Regions from separate parts of the Mus musculus genome. Here region 1 is linked to region 2. A link is a contact called in public HiCAR-type data. All regions are on one chromosome and are shown on one strand. Each heading gives the region's core, a stretch centred on a gene start, on an enhancer-like site or on the middle of the called end of the contact. The rest is flanking DNA. Distances are from core to core; before and after follow the strand shown. Region 1 holds the start of Mt3 (metallothionein 3). Region 2 overlaps Gm26843 (a long non-coding RNA gene).

Evidence for each region. HiCAR-type assays count read pairs that join an accessible place to other places.
Region 1: a HiCAR-type map of astrocytes shows a contact between it and region 2, with 3 times the contacts expected there. The contact joins the promoter of Mt3 here to the enhancer-like site in region 2. A contact is called at or near these places in 2 of 39 promoter capture datasets (the 3T3-L1 cell line and cranial neural crest) and 1 of 115 datasets of contacts at active chromatin or transcription factors (astrocytes).

Annotation. Positions count from the first base shown.
Region 1 is chr8:94,149,810-94,155,366 of GRCm38.p6, reverse strand. It overlaps Mt3 (metallothionein 3), which reads right to left and starts at 2,760. Exons shown (of 3, transcript NM_013603.2): 1 at 2,537-2,760; 2 at 2,277-2,342; 3 at 1,219-1,466. The coding sequence starts at 2,567. The coding sequence ends at 1,357.
Region 2 is chr8:93,566,451-93,571,502 of GRCm38.p6, reverse strand. It overlaps Gm26843 (a long non-coding RNA gene), which reads left to right. Exons shown (of 10, transcript XR_003947433.1): 10 at 4,043-5,052. Among named protein-coding and RNA genes, the nearest start is that of Ces5a, 33 kb to the right of the region's middle. Within about 2 kb of position 1,727, at least 115 of the 459 cell types and tissues checked have an H3K27ac peak or open chromatin away from gene starts, as enhancers often do. A contact at or near this core is called in astrocytes, where this site is marked.

The sequences.
Region 1 (5,557 bases), core at 1,511-4,010, 580 kb before region 2:
TTTTGTTTGAATTTACTTCTATTTGTCTGTGTTTGTGTGTGTTTATGCATAAATGCATTTGTATGTGTGTGTTTTATGAGTGTATGTGTATGTATGCAGGTATGTTGTGTGTGTTTATGTGTTTGTGTGTTTATTTGTTTATGTATATGTGTTTGTGTGTATTAATGCACGCATGCATATGTATGTATGTGTGATTATGCACATTCTGTGGTGATTGTGTTAAAGTTAGAGGACAACTTCTCTTTCTACTATGTGGGTTCTGGGGATTGAACAAGTGCCTTTACCCACTGAGCCACCTCATCATCCCAAGGGTCTGTTTTTGGGTTTTCTGTGTCTAGAGCCTGTATAGTCACTTCCCAGTACTTTGGAACTAGAAGGCTTCAGGCTGGAGAGAGCTTCTTACAGCTCCTTTTCAAAGCTGACCTTAAAACTTCTTAAAACTCAGCCTATTAGAGTGAGAAACAATGGTTGTGGTGAGCTTTTGAGTGGAATGTCCGGAATGGAGGAAAGCTGATGTGTTTACAATAACCCTGTAGCCCCTTACACGGTAGCTCCAGCCTTCCCACAGTCCATTTCTCCTGTTTCTGGCAGCTCTGATGGGGCTGAGAGTTCTCTTTATTAAGGACTGACGGTTTCTTTAACTAAGGAAACAAGCAAGCCCTTATTACTGTTCTTTTCCTTGGGAAGTGGGGTGCGGAGTTGTAGACCAATTGCCAAACCAAATTGACTTTGAAAAGGGGCTGAGCAATCTGTGTTGGGGGAGACAAGCTGGCTACGGAAGGAGGTGACCTTGGAGACACAGTTCTGCCAAGATAAAGTCCGGGGTAGCCTGGATTCTCCTCCAGTATATAAAAGCTGGCAGTTTTTGGAGGAACAACTAGAACATTACAGAAATCACAAGCGTTTGGTGCCAGAGTCTGATTTTAATTCCCTGTAGCCCCTCTATACAGATGATAAAGGTTTCTAGGTTGGGCAGATAAACCTCTATGGGCCTGACCTGCCATCTTCCCTCTCTGAGCTTAGGTGGACTTCAGAGGAGAATGGAGTGTCACATGACGGTATCTGTGTGTGTGCACATGTGTGTGAGCACATGCACGTCTGTACTGTCTCCAGGGCTCTGTCCCGGTCCCAAACAGGTGGGAAGCCTAAATCTCCGGCTTGAGTGGCCTCCCCCACCCTTCCACATCCTTCGCACTTGAAAAAGAGACCAGTCTTGGGTTCATGTTGTGCATGGGATTTATTCACACCCCGGAGCAGGCAGCCGGCGGGGGGGGGGGGGGGGGGGAAGACAACAGTTGTGCCCCACCAGGGACACCCAGCACTATTTACATAGGCTGTGTGGGAGGGTCTGGGTCCTCACTGGCAGCAGCTGCATTTCTCGGCCTCTGCCTTGGCCCCCTCTTCACCTTTGCACACACAGTCCTTGGCACACTTCTCACATCCGGCAGGGCAGCAGGAGCAGCAGCCTGTAGATAAAATGTGTGTGTGTGTGCGCGGGCGCACATATGTGCCCAGTCTGATGTCGGCATCTGTCTCCATCAAAGGGCAGAGGAAAGCAGTATGGGAGGCTGGACAGTCATCAGGCTTTGCCCAGGACAGGTGGCTCTCCCTTCATACTGCCACATCAGGTCTGACTCAGCATCCATGGTACTGCAGTGACTGCCGGGCCTCTGTAGAGAGTCACCCTATAACTAGCACACAGCTCTTTGGGTGGGTGCTAGGGAATTCCCTGGGAATGCTGGGCTCAGGCCTGGGCCAGAGGGAGAGTTAGGTCTGGTGGAAAAGGCAAGCCAATGTAAAAGGTACTGAGACGGAATTGCAGCAGGGAAGGGGCAGGGATAATGTCGAGGCCAGCACATCCGTGAGATCTATGCATAGCCACACTCGAGAAGAAGAAAGCGCTGGTCCTACCTCTACACCTCACCCCAAGCATATTACATCGCTGAAATCTGGAAAGAGCAGATTGAGGAGACCCCACAAAGCCTAAGAAGGGCCAAGGCACTACAACTTTAAAGCTGACCCCCCCATTCTTCCTTGGGGATCCTCGGGCTCTGGAAAAATCGAAGAGTGGGGCTCAGCTTTCAAAGCGGCTATCTTAATAGCTTCCGGAAATTCATCAAAATATCCCCCTTACATTGGGTTAATTAACATTGGTTGTAATAGCCTCGGTATCTGAAGGTCTGCAGCAGGAAGCTTTGCTTCATAGTGTCTGGTGGGGGTGGGGTGGGCGCGGCGGGAGGTTATGGCAGGGGTTGGGGGTGGGGGGGTGCACTCACTCTTCTTGCAGTTCGTGCATTTGCAGCCCTTGCACTTGCATTTGTCCGAGCAGGTGCAGGAACCACCTAAGAGAGCACACGAAGAATTATACTAGGGAAACCTGGCGTCCCCATGCCTAAATGAAGATTATCATCATCACAGGGTTAAAGATGGGGGTAGGGGGAAGGGACTCCTCCCCCAAATGTCCTTGAGTGAAGACAGAGGAGTGGGTTCTTTGCCAGGAAAGGGCAAAGTGCTGCAGGAGGGGGAAGGGGCTCACCAGTAGGACAGGGGCAGGTCTCAGGGTCCATATCCAGTCCAGCAGCCGCCGTAGCTTGGTTCCTCCCGGCAAGCGGATGCGCTACGTAGCCAGGGCAGCAGGTGGCAAGGCTTTTATAGCCCCAGGCGGGGGCGCGCAAGCAGCGACTTGGCGCCCGCCCCTATGCACGCACAGCGCCTGCTCTCCGTGTGTGTGCACTGCTGTCCCGAGTCTCCACTGAGTGTAGGACCAAAGTAGCCTGTCCGCTGTCCACTCCTTGCCACTGCAGCCGTCTCCCTGAAGGTGCCTGCGCAGTACCATCTTTGCAAGTTGAGAGAGACAAATTAGTATTGCCCCTTCCCGTAGGTTCTTCTCCCTCTTCTCCCAGATTGTCTTGATCAGTTTGGTCCAAACGGGATGCTGAGCAGTGAGCCTGCTGCTGATCATCTCAGCAGCAGCAGCAGCAGCAGCAGCAGCAGCAGCAAAGATGCTCCCAAGATGCTTGAAGAAGGCTAGAAAGGGGAGACCTGACAGATCCTACCTGACACCTGCAGTTTGGTGGGAAGACTCGTGGCCTTTTCTGTCCCAATATTTCCTATAAAGCCCTTCTACAGGACCCTGAGCACCTCCTTAGCCCAGATAAATTTTACAGAGACACCCACTAGGGACCACCATTCTCTGTTTGGAGGTAGTTCGAGGTTGCTTCTCTTTGTTATTGAGACAGAGTCTTAGGTAGTCCAGTCTAGTCTTTTTTTTTATGTAACCAAGGAATTATACAAATTGTTTTGCAGCCAAGGAAGACCTAAACTCTTAATCCCTTCTGTATCCACCTGCCAGCTGCTGGGATCAAAGGTGCACACCACCGATGCTAGCTTTATTTTTTATTTATTTTGTTTAACTTATTTTTGAGATGGGAGTATCTCAAACTCTTAATCCTCTTGTAGCCCAAGCTGGCTGCTTTGAACTCAGGGTTCTCCTGTCTCAATCTCTTGAGTGCTGGGATAATGAATGTGCAACACCATACTTGGCCTCAGGGTTAGGCTGTCAGGGGTGGGATGGGGTGGGATGCCCTGGGACGAGGTGGGATGCAGTGGTGAGATACCCAGCCCTACTCTAATCGTCCATCAGACAGAACTGAGCTTCTATTCCAAATCTGAGCTGAACAAGTGGACTTCAAAATGGCTTGGCCAAGGAGGGGTGTGTTGGGGTATGTGACGGTGCACATGCAGGTACAGACCAGAGGACGACATTGGTGTCCTCTATCACCCTTTGCCTCACTGCCTCGAGATGGAGTCTCTGGCTGAACTGGATGCTTGCTGGTCAGCAAGGGTGGCAGGCTGGGGGTTCCCTGTCTTGCTCCCCCTCTCCCGGTGCTGCGGTACTAAGCATGTGCAGTTGTGCCTGACTTTCATGTGGATGCTGAACATCAGAACTCAGCTCCTCATGCTTGCATAGCAAGTGTACGTACCAACCGGGTTCTTTCCCCAGCCACCCAGGGTTTTCCTTTGTAGACCCAATACCCGTGATCCTTGAGGTTAAGTTTCAGTGGAGTTAAAAAACAAGGAAGAAAAGAAGAAAGGAGGAGAGGATGAGAAGGACCAGGAGAGGAGATGGAGTCTCCCTCCTGTGCCATTGAGCTTGAAGCTGGGGCTCATTCTAATGGTGGTGCCGAGTCATTCTAACAGTGCTGAGTCATTCAGATCTCAGGCCCCAGCGACTCTAGCTCTGGCTTTGAGTTTGTTTCCATTCGCCCTGCATGTGCTCCGGCCTCACACTTCTTCTTTGCTTTAGGCCTTGGACCTCCAGGGCTTATACAGCTTGCTTGATTAGGCAAGACTTACTGTCCAACAAGCCTTAGGGGCCCTCCGGTCTCCAGTACCTCAAGGCTGAAATGACAGAAGCATACTGTCACCTTTGGCTTTTTAATGTCAGTGCTTGGGATTGAATGCAGGTCCTTAAGCTTGCATGGAAAGCATTTTGCCAACTGAAACACCTCCCCAGCCCTGTGCAGTTTCTTTTTAAATGCCTTGCTTTGGGTCTCATTTTACAATGCTGAGAATGAAATCCAAGACCTCAAACCAAGTGAGCACTGTACCACTGAGCTAACCCACCGCCCCCGCGCCACCCCCCCCCCCGCCCCCAGCCCCCACCCTACTCAGGATTCAAATACAGATCTCAGTACCCAGTACTCCTAACTCCTCACCTCTGTCTTTCCTTTCGTCCTGGCTTTTGACACCTTCTAACAAATGCATGACTCACTCAACTGTCAAATTATCTGTGCCTCTTGTAACCCCCAACCTGAGCTGGTAACAGCGGCCATCTTTGTTTCTGTCCACTGATGTGTCAAAGAGCCTATGCTCCTGTCTGGTACCAAGTCCCATCCTGAACACACTTAGTTAATAAGGAAAGGAATGGAAGAAGCCTTTGCTGATTGGGTTCGTTTGTCCTGTGACTCTAGAACTCACTAGACATGTTGGTAGCTTGTGTTGCTTAAGGGAAAGTGGTAATAATATGCGTCACTACTTTATAGATTCCTGGGGACTTTAAGTGGGGTGGCAGAGCTCCAAGCCACACTGGCTCTGACCAGTTATAAACAAGCACGTCCTACGTGACCCCTGCTTCATAATCAGACTAAGCTTCTGGAATAGGGGTCTGTAGGCATGAGCATGTGTGTCCCTGGGTCATCCACAGCAGGCTTCATTCCAAGCCATCCTGGCAATCTGGGATGAAGGCGTTCACGGAAACTTACCTTTTTAGATAGATTGGGCTCAACAAGCAGAAACAGGTAGGCTGGGGGGTGGAGAACAGCCAGGCTCACACCTACCAAAAGATGGAAAATTCCCCGATGATCTCACAAAAGTACAAGGAGCCACCAGGAGAGTCCCACACCCTGGTTGAAGTCGATCCCAAGCTGGATTAAGACTTTATTCTCAGAGTTTCCCAGTTTAGTGTCCCGGGACTGAGCCATTGGCCAGGGTTTCAGAAACCTTGGTAAACGATGTTTGTACAAAAGAGCTCTTGCACATCTCCCTATCCAGCAAG
Region 2 (5,052 bases), core at 478-2,977:
ACCAGCACCATGTGGTGTCTCTCATCTTTTGGCTTAGCCTTAGGATAAAGCTGTGTTCTCTCCAGCCATCACCCCTAGCCAGATCTGTAGGGAAGGGGCTCAGATTGCATGCATTTCTCCCCTTTCCACCACTGAGGTGGTTAACAGTTGGCCTGAGCAAAATCCCCATGCAAGTTCTCCTTCGAGAGGCCAGCGACTGGGACCTCTGTGCCTGGGCAGAAATCTTGATGTTGTCCTTTAATCCATAGAACAACCCTGCAAGGAGATCAGGGTTCTTTTCATTTTATAGAGCAGAACTAGGAAAGAAAATGTAAGAGGCATGTTTAAATTTGGACTTCAGGTGATATGGTACTGGAATATATTTTAATATTTTTACTCACACTGGAAGGTCAAATGTAGCCAAAGCTCCTATTTTTATCTTCAGTCTCAATTAAGCAATGGCCTGTGGCTGGAGAGACTGTAGACTCAGATATGGGCATGCCACTAAAGGAGGTAGCAAGAGGTACCCCAGTGCTTAACTGCCCAGTGCCTATCTTACCTGGGAGGCCACAAGAAACAGGAGGATCATGTGTAGTTGTCCCTTACCGTGTCTCCAGGGTAGGGACAATAGGGCAGCAGGGACTTAATAAATAATTGCTGCATGAATAAGTGGTCACACGCGTGAGTGCTTATACAAGCAAATGTATGAATAGAATGGTTATGAGCATGAATGTATATATGAGTGTATAAAGAATCACATGCATGTATGTAATGTATGAATGGCCACAGGCATTATACACATACCATGAACGTGTACAAATGAATGGCCACGGACATGAGTGTGTAAGCGAGTAACTAGTATATGTGTATGTGTGTGTGTGTGTGTGTGTATGTGTGTGTGTGTGTGTATAATTAGTATATCAATGGGTGACTACAGATATGAGTGTGCGAGTGAGTGTATAAAAGAGGGCTCCATGCATAAATGTATAGACGAACAGTTAATAAGTAAATGCTATGCACATGCTCAGAAGGACTGGCTTCTGCACTGATGGTGGTTAAACAGTTAGGCTGGTTAGGAGCTGGAGGTCTCCTGTCTCCAGAGACTGCACCCCATGAGCATGGGCTATGAGCCAGTTCCTCATCTTCATGCTTAGCACCTCTGCTTCCTCTGCTGTGAAACTGTGTCTCCCCCGTAGCTAAGTTTCTCTGGTTTATGATCTTGCTTCCTTAACCCCACCCTCTTGAATAGGTTAAAAATAGAGCTGAATGAGGCTCGCTGCTGGCTCCTAGATATTTCTTCCCACTCTGCTATTTCTTCTCTCCTTTCTTCCTCCCATCTCTCCTATCCCATGACAGTGTTCTGAGCACCCCTTTTGTGCTTGGCCTTTCAGTTTTGTTTATTTCATTTTGCTTTTTGTTGTCGTTGTTGTTTTCCTTGAACGCCCCCTTCCACACTGTCAGATGGAACCAGAAGCCTGGAGGGACTGGTATACTGCGGTTCCTCGCAGACAAGGGAGGACGTTGGGAGCGCCTTGTATCTTTTAAAATAGACCTGTTGTCGTCGTTGTAGTCGTTGTTGGAATGTATTTTTAGCCCTGTGAGAGATTGGCATGCTCTCTCTACCACCATCTGCCAAAGGCAGTTGCTAAGCAACTGACACTGACGACAGCAAGGGGAGGATCTGGGGACTCTAGTGGCTCAGTCCTGCTGCACTGTTTAGTTCTTATGTGACAACAGTCGGGCCCAAGAGAATAAACACTCCTAACCTGGGAGAGTACAATTCAATTCAGTTCAAAGTTCCTGAGCTGAGCCCAGAGGGGACTGCCCAGGCAACAAGGACAGTGGGAACCAATGTCTTTTTGTTGTCCAGGCAACAAAGACAGTGGGTACTGATGTCTTTTTGGTGGGTAGGGCTTTTATTTAGAAAGGTCAGGTGCTGTTGCACTCACTGAGCAGATATAGCACAGCCACAGCACAGCAGGGATGGGCCTGAGCTGGACATGGGCTATTGGCAAACGGTCAGTCTAGAGCAGGAACCCTGGAATGAAGCAGGAGGCAGATGGCTGGGGTTCCTGGGCTCTCGCCCAACTTGGTTTATATTTCTCTGTCTGAGTTGTCTGCCTTTCTCTGGACTCTAGTTGTCTCCTATCCAAAGTTAGGGTGTCAAACCATGTAGAACACAATCATATAAAGGAAGGCAAAACAATCACAGTACAGGTATCTGTCACTAGGACTTGGCATTGGATCTTCCCTCTGCCTCTTATGGCTTGTGAGTGAGTTCAGGGACGCCTCAGAGACACAGTCTCTTTTGTGAAAGACAGACTTGTTCTTATCGTTCTTTGAGAATTCAGAAAATAGTACTTTGATTTAAGTGTGTACTGCAACACAGAAAATAGGTAGATATCAATAAATGTCAAAGCAGAGAAGGTAAGCTTTCTGTAACCACTTATCCTCTGTCTTATTAACATACTTGAACCTGGGCATGACTCCAGCCTTCCGTGTAACAAAATTCCCACCAAAGACAGCTGAAGAAATGAGAAGGGTACCCCTGCTATCTCATGCACTTTCAGGAAATTGCTTCTCTTAGAGTTTCTTGTAACCCAGGGCATAGCTCTGCCTGGGACACCCATTGACGAAACAAAGTGGAAGGCAGTGCTAGGGACACGGATGAGATGGCAGAGCAAGAAGATGGCAGGAACCTGGGCTGTGCTGGACTTAGTTCAACTCTCTCAACCCATGTAGGATGAAGGGAAAGTGTGTTTTGTGAGGGGTCTGAGCACTGGTGGGTTATCAGGTAGGTACCACAATGGATGGGCAGAGGTGTGTTCTATAGGGAATCTCTGGGAATAGGGAAGCACCTGGCTCTAATTGCTGCCTAAGGGGTGAGAGAGGAAACTGAAGCAATCCTACCCTACCACTCATCAGTTCCTGGGAGTATCTGTACCCTGCAACTTCTAGTCTTCTGTATGCTATGGGCAGAGTGAATGCCAGTAGCCCAAAGTCACACCCTTAGGAATCTCCCAGCCTATAGAGTCCTTCGATTTTTAGTATGGTGACACAGAGCTCATAGAAACAATCAGCTTGCTCAGAAACTAGAAGACATAACAGAATCCATATTTCCTGACCTCCAGGTGATCAGTGCAGCCAACATAGAGGTTAGTGGGTCCACAGGATACCCGTGATGCCTTTCACTTTCCTTGAGAAACCGATAGCTGCTCTCTGTTCTACCCCAGTGCTCTTCCCACTCATCCTGGTACCTGGATGCTCCACTGGTTGTTTGATTTGGTTTAATTTCCAGGCACAGGTTGGTGTGATGATTGGAAGAGGGTTGAACTCAGTCAGGAGGCTTGCCTCCATATTTGCTGTTCTGTTTCATGGGAAAGGGCCTGTAGTTAAAGACTCTTGGTATTCACAGCTTTCAGCTTTGCCTGCTTCCCCCTGTAGGTTGAGACATGTAAGAAAGTGTGAAGGCACTTCAGGTAGGCTCCCCAGTTGCCTGTCATCCTCAGCATGGAATGGAAGTGGAGGGCAGTGGCTCTCATAGGTGAGAGGACAATGTAGCTTTAAAATAAACTCAGTCAAATGAAAACTGCTCTTTCAACTTGGTTAGAATCCAAACATCCCTCTACTTCCTCTCCTAGGAAGACCTGGGATGAGTGCTTCACCTTTCCATGTGCCGTAGGAGAAACTGGAATGGTACAGGCCTACTAACTTGCCCGAGGTCACTTGCTAGCCTGTGCCAGAACAGTAGATAGACTTGACACTGGCTCTGCCTCTCAGCCCTCCCGATGCTTCTCTCAAGGCTAAGATCTGCCCTACTACTCCCAAGCTGGTCCACCTAGTGAGTAGTTTATGTCAACACCCTTGTGAGGCTGATTTGGGGACATTCCTCAGCTCCCACGGCACAGCCCAATCACATCCCATTGCTGGTTTTCCTTCATGAGCCTGTGGTTTCTTTCAAAGGAGCAAAGCCCCACTCTCTTATTTTTGTTCCCGCTAATATAAGCAGCAGACATAAAGGAACTACATTTTCAACCTCAAGTTTTCTTTTCCCTCCCTCTAGGGTCTTGAGCAGATTAAGATGAAACAGACGGGCATTACATGGAAGCTTCTTTCAGCCCCCACCAGCTTTCATTGCTGACCATCCTGTTCCTGACTGTGCTGTGTAGGAGAATCCAGACATTGTGTACAGCTGCATCTCAGCGTGGCCCGTTTTGGCTGGAATTCAAGGAGTAATTACAGCCAAATGAGTATTATTACAACCCACGTCAATCAGCGCAGCCTTCTCCTCGAATGCTCTCATAAAGAAACAGGGACGCTCTCTGAAAGATGCTGTCTGGTTTAAGCCCAGTGTCTTTCTGGGGACCAGGATGTGTGTGCTTTTCCAGAGGGAAACCAGCGCTGATCGTCTGTCACCAAGTCTGAAGAGTATAACCTGTATGATCTGAGACTGTAGGTCCCCAGAGTTAGGCAGACCCCAATTCAGATCCCACATGCTACTTCCTCTCTCTGTGAACCTACACACGGGCTTAACCTCTCCACATCTCCATGTTCTGATGAGTGATGCGAGACTTCAGGGATTCAGCAAGATAGAGTGTTTAAAGTGCCAAAAGAGATCTATGGTGATTTGTTAATGGAACTTCCTTTCCTCCTCATTCAGCAATTAATCACCAGCTCTTTGTCCTCGGCTGGAGGTGTGGCTTTGCATCAGCAGGTGGATGCTAAGCTACACATTTGTCTACATTTTAGGCCTCCTTTGGAACCCAAAAGCAATGTGTGCAGGGAGGTTATCCTGGAGAGACTGGAGTGTGAGGACGAGTCACACTGATTCTGTAGGGGGCTGGGATGTCGTGGGAAAAAGGGCAGGAGCAATGGGAATTGGAAGACACCTCCACACACACAACCATGAAGTTCCACCAACTTTAGAACACTACTTTGGGAGGAATCATGGGTGGTGAGGGAAAGACCTTGTCCCTGTAGAAATTTAGTGGAGAAGAGCTCTTTGCCTAGGTTCCTGGTGGCTTGGTTAGAAAGAACATTGGTATGGTTTGAATCTGCAATGCCCACCATAGG